Linked DNA regions of Callithrix jacchus: region 1 is linked to region 2. The links are chromatin contacts, called in public Hi-C maps. All regions are on one chromosome and are shown on one strand. The core of a region is the stretch at or near the end of the contact, and the rest is flanking DNA. Distances in the headings are between cores, read along the strand shown.

Region 1 (2,700 bases), core at 133-2,632, 67 kb before region 2:
GGGCCGGACCAGGACTCCGGAGAAAACGCGGTTTTTCTGCCACTGTTCTATCGCAATGGTTCAGTTCAAACAATACTAAGGTTGTCTTGTTCGCCTCCTCGCCCCGCCCCTTTACCCAGAGCCTCCCATTTAAAAACACAAAAAACCCTCAGCTCTTGACAGAGCCTCCCCACCAGCTCCCGAGTTCCAGGAAAACTTTTTCTTGCCCTAAGCCTGGCGCCTCACTGCCAGGGACTGACACTCTCCCCTCGCCTCTGCGGCTGCAGCTTTGTTCAAAGCTAGTAGACGGTGCATTAGGCTAATTTAAAGTTCTCAGCTTTAGGGCCGACGCCTGCAAAGCACAGGATTGACGCAGGGAACCCCTGGGAAGGAAAGGTGGAACACATCACGCGGGAAGAGCGAGCTTTCTCAGAACCTGGGTGGGCAGGCTGGCGGACACCGCTCGCGCACACACAAGCTCGGGAGCGCCCGGACGGGCTGCCTTCTGCAAGGCCACTCAAACGTCCCCACCACTCTAGGGCGCGCAAGTCCAAGCGCGTGGGGTCGGGGCCAGGACTTACCGCCAAGACGCTCTGGGAGAGGAACCCCACGGTCACGGTCCCCAGCAGCAGCCACCTGAATGGGAAAGGGAGGGAGAGGGACATGAACGCGCGGGCCCGGCTTGTCAATCCCCAAGAGCTATACAGAAAGGGGGACCCACGGGGACCAGGCAGAAAGTCGCTTACCGTGGTAGGGCAGGGCCGGCCGCCGCGCGCTGGTTTCTCCCCATGCTGGCGGTGAGTCCGCTCTGGGCCGCGGTCAGTCCCGCTTAGCCTAGAGGCGAGAGACAAAGCGAGTTCAGCGCAGGATGAGGGAGGCAGCCCATCCTCACCGCCGGTCTCGGTCCGCGAGACGCGGGGACAGCGCGGGGCGCCCCGCATGCAGGGGTGACCGGAGGGCCGTCCCGCCACGACCCGGAAAGAAGGAGAACCTCCCGTTAGGCCCCCGTGTGTGCTGCTTGGCCGAGAAGCCCCGTCCCCGCTCTCCCACCCTCCCGGTTTCTACTCCCAAGCAGGAGCACGCAGCCCCAGACCGCACAAGGCGCCCAAGCCCGAGCTCTCCGGCCAAGGTCTGGGCGCCGCTCGGGGGTCGCTCTCACCTCGGGCTCGGCTTCAGGGGCTGCGGCCCGCGCGCATTGGCCCTTCCAGAGGCACCCGCCGGCGCACACCCACAGCGCGGCCGCCCTCACTGGGCTCCCTGGGCGCCGGCTTCGGGGTCTCGGGCGGCCTCTCTGGGTCCTCGCCCTGGATCGGCGAGAGCGCGGGCGCAGGGTGTTGGGACGCGGGAGCCCCTGGGTGCGGAGCGCAGAGCCCTGGTGTCCCGGCGCACGGCGGCCACACTCCCTGGCTGCGCGCTCCCGCCGCCTCTTACCCGCGCCGCAGGGTCCTCCCCTTTGAGGCGCCGCCCGCGCAGCGCCAGGGGGAGGGGGCAGCGGCAACAAATTGGGGAGCTCGGCCCGCCGCGCTCAGGTCTCCGCTTGGAGCCGCCGCACCCGGGACGGTGCGCAGCGCTGGAAGCCCGGCCTTCCGAGAGCGAGCTGCCCGCCGCGGCCCCCGCACGCCTGGCCTCCGTCCCCTGCCGTCCACCGCCGCCTCGGGCGCGCCACCATGGGGCCCCGGCTCGGCGTCTGGCTGCTGTTGCTGCCCGCCGCCCTTCTGCTCCACGAGGAGCGCAGCCGGGCCGCTGCGAAGGTGAGTCCCAGGCCGGCTCCGCTCCCCGCGTCCCGCCCTGAGCCCGGGTGCCCCGAGAGGCCCCTTTGTCCGCTCCGGGAGCCGCCCGCCTGTCCCTTAGGGGTCGCGCGTGGCACGGCTAGGTGCATTCTCTGGGCCAGTGCTCGCTGGGGGTCCCTATGTGCTACAATCGCGCATCGGTGGACCGAGCCTCCTTTGTTATGGTGTGGGTACTGGAGAGTTAGGGAATTCCTCCGGGGAAAGGAGGAGAAACAGCCCGCACTGTGGCGGGGCGACGGTGCCCGGGATTCGGCGGGATTTGAACCCGCGTCGCAGGGATGCTCAGCAGCTGGGCGCCTTCACCCGCCCCGGGTGCGCGAGGGAGTTGGGGGTTGGCGGGGCGGGAGCGCGCACTGGGAGCTTGTAGCCCAGAGCGTCTGGGAAGAGCTTTGGGCGTATTTCTCCTTGTCTGGAGACCCTGGTGACCGAGGCTGAAAAGCTCTGGGCCCTTTGCCTGGAAACAGCTGTATCTGAGCTTTCCCACGACTGCTGCCTAAGGCGCGCTCCAAGGCAGAAATGGGGCTCTTCTGGACGCCCGGCTTGAAGAAGCCATCATCCTCAACTCGTTGCCTTCTATTAATATATTTTTCTTAAAAATTACAGCCACATTCATATTTGAACATGAAACCAAAGTGAAACTCCATGTCATTGTTCCATGCACAAATTGTTTTTCTAGTTTTCATTTCCTCTGGTTATGTGCTTGCCCAGAAAGGATCTGGGAGATCGGTTTGCAGGAGTCGAGGCTTCCAGCCCTGGACAAGCCTGGACTGACTGTTGTTTCCTTTTTTCCTTCCCCTCCGAGAAAGTCAGGGCTTCAGCTGTTGCTCAGTGTCACAGCCATGCAGTCCCAAGGGCCGGAAGGTGTGGCTTCTGAACCCTTTTTGCAGTTTTTCCCTCAAATGCTTAAAGATGATTTTTGCTACTTACCAGA
Region 2 (2,700 bases), core at 60-2,559:
ATGACTGGAATCATGGAATGCGAATCTGCTGCATTAAATCACTGCTTTACTTAGGAGCCACAGCGGAACACCTTCTATCCGCATGCGGGCTATTTTGATATTCCCAAATGTCTACACATTAAATCAATTTTACTCTGTTGTTCCTAAAAACAGGACAGTAGTAGGCCCAGCTCAGAGGCAGTGAAATTTACCTGGCTGGGTCAGAATGTCACAGCCTTAGGAATTCGGGGATCATTTTCCCCAGGTCTCTCTGAGGAACGCGTTGACACTATTATTTGCAAACCACCGGTACCCTCAACAGAAACTGGAATGTCTCCGGTGCAAACTGGAACATCTCTTTTGACTAAGTCCTGCTTTCTACAGAGATACGACGCCATGGGCAGGATTCTTACATTCTGCAGATACCGTAAATACATCTCAGCGCAAATCATCGCAGGTTTTACAGTCTCATGGTTTTCACGTAATCAGTAAATACGAGGTCGTTGGATCTGAGGTCATCAGTTAAGTTCGGCTTCTACTGGGTTTCACACAATCTCTGCTGAGTTGTTTACTTTCGCTCTTGCCTGACAGGCCACTCCTATCTTCAGACGTTTTCTGTTAGGTAATTAATTTGGACTCGCACACAGTGGCTCTGTGCTCCCCCGGGGACACGGCAGTGTGGGAATGCTATCTCCTTACACTGATTAGGATTTTGAATGCTTGCCTTCACAGAAATAGCCAAAAGTTAAGCTCTTCTTTTGCTTGGTAATCTGATTTTCTCAACTATTTAAGATAGTAGGAAAGGCAGAAGTTACTGCTTTCTGCTAAGGAAATTAACCGTTTCTGTTTTGCTAAAACAGCGTTTTCACAAGGTGTCTTTCAAATAATCTAACCTGGGAGCCCACGTTTCCATGACACTGTCACCGTAATCTGTGTCCCTGCAGTGTCCAAAAAAGGGAATTTAAAGCTAAACTGGAGAGGGAAGGCTGATGGACATAAGTAAATAACAAGGTGAGGGTAAATTGTCAGATTCCAGGAGAAGCAGCTGAGAAAACAGATACTGCCGTTTTTCTGAGAAGGAAGTGATCCTGGGACCTGGAGCATAAAATCAAGTGACAGCTTTCCAGCTGCAGTGGGACCCCAGCCCCTCACATCTTCGCTAATTCACCAGACTTGCTTGCATACAGACCAGGGTCATGTGTTACACATATGTGTGAAGACGCATGTTAACTGAACTGCGTTCTTCAGAGAAAACAGCTCTTGGGACCAGTGGATGAATGCTGTCCCAGCAAACATTTGCTGGTTTCTCCTGTAGTGACTCTTGAAAGGGACATTCCCAAGCCAGTCTTGGGAGCACAGTCTTAAGCAGATGCGTAGCCTTGCTAGTGAATAGTGACAACTGTGTGGCTATCTATATCTTCTTGTAATACTTTACCCTGCTGATACCCAGATCCTCGGCAGAGATGGAGAGAAGCGGCACACTATCCTGTTGTTACTGATTAGGCTGTGAATCACAGCTCCTGTCCACGTTGGCTGTGCACTCCACCAGTGTTGTCCTCAGGACAAGCAAAGATTGCTTTCCAAGCAGAGGTCTTTGAAAATGGTATTGCTGTCTGTCTGTCTAAAACGTGTACCTTATCTGATTTGAAAGGGCTGGAGGAGTCTGTGGCCAATCTGGAAGTAATTTCATTTCTGGCCCGGGAAATCTGGGAAGAATTTAATGTTGCCTATGGCTGAGTTTCTACAGGATGCCCTTTCCCTTGCTATGGCGAATAGTTTGTAGCTTGACCAGCCATTTAGTGCCTGGGTATTTGACACGGTCAGTGCATGTCTACGACACACCTTTGTATAAACCTGTCTCTTTGCATCTCAACATGTGGCTCTAGCTGCTGCTTTTACACAACAGATCTAGGTCAGGACAGGAAAATCCTGGCTTGGGAGTGTGAGAGCAAGAAAGAGAAAGAGGCCGCGCCTTGGGCCAGGCCTGGGTCTGAGTGTGTTTTACGCCCTAACCCTAACCCCTTGCACGTTGTTACAATATCTATTGTACAGCGGAAGAAACCAGCCAGCCCAGGCTTTTCCCGCTTGGTGGTATTGACAGGTGAGTGGGATGATTTTTGGTTGTGGGTCTGTCCTGTCCATCGTAGGCACTGAGCAGCATCCCGGCCCTATCTATTAGATGCCATAAATGTATCTCCAGGTGATGCTAAGTGTCTCCTGGTGGGGAAAGGGGCCTGCAGACTCACCCTGGATTGAGAACTGTTGGCCTGACCCCATCTTTTATAGCTAATAAAAGACAAATAACAGGATTCAGACACGAACCAGAGCACGACTCAGTTTCCTTCAGATAAGCAGATCCTAATCTGAGGGAGTCGGGCCAGTTGAACACACAGCTCAGAATATCCCAACATCTTGAGCAAGTTCCTTTTCTCTATCTAACTGACTCCATGGTAGATACCCCGCTCCCCTGGCCACGTGCCAAGGACAGCAAGCCTTCCGAAGCGTTTCTCTAATGGTCAGGGATGGGGAGGATTGCTGGAGGACTGCCAAGAAATGAACCTGTTCCTCTGGGGCCATGGGCAGGCCTCTAGTTCCTGTTCTAAAGGAGTTGATGTGGGCCTCTAGGCTGGCAGGTCAGGAGGAGCGTGTTATTTGTTGAACCAGATGACTGGAGGCTCCTCCAAAGGGGTCAACGTGGGCCTCCAGTCTGGCTCAACAAGT

What was found. Hi-C and Micro-C count contacts between places; a contact is called where the count stands out from the background.
Region 1: a Hi-C map of skeletal muscle shows a contact between it and region 2, with 2.2 times the contacts expected there. The contact joins the promoter of COL4A2 here to the enhancer-like site in region 2. A contact is called at or near these places in 2 of 3 Hi-C or Micro-C datasets (induced pluripotent stem cells and skeletal muscle).

The regions. Positions count from the first base shown.
Region 1 is chr1:25,879,467-25,882,166 of calJac240_pri, reverse strand. It overlaps COL4A2 (collagen type IV alpha 2 chain), which reads right to left and starts at 1,382. Exons shown (of 48, transcript XM_035293939.3): 1 at 1,139-1,382; 2 at 726-813; 3 at 561-615. The coding sequence starts at 769. COL4A1 (collagen type IV alpha 1 chain) reads left to right here and starts at 1,507. Exons shown (of 52, transcript XM_017970460.4): 1 at 1,507-1,730. The coding sequence starts at 1,647.
Region 2 is chr1:25,812,635-25,815,334 of calJac240_pri, reverse strand. All of the region lies in intron 2 of COL4A1 (collagen type IV alpha 1 chain), which reads left to right. Among named protein-coding and RNA genes, the nearest start is that of COL4A1, 67 kb to the left of the region's middle. Within about 2 kb of position 1,309, at least 1 of the 16 cell types and tissues checked has an H3K27ac peak or open chromatin away from gene starts, as enhancers often do. A contact at or near this core is called in skeletal muscle, where this site is marked.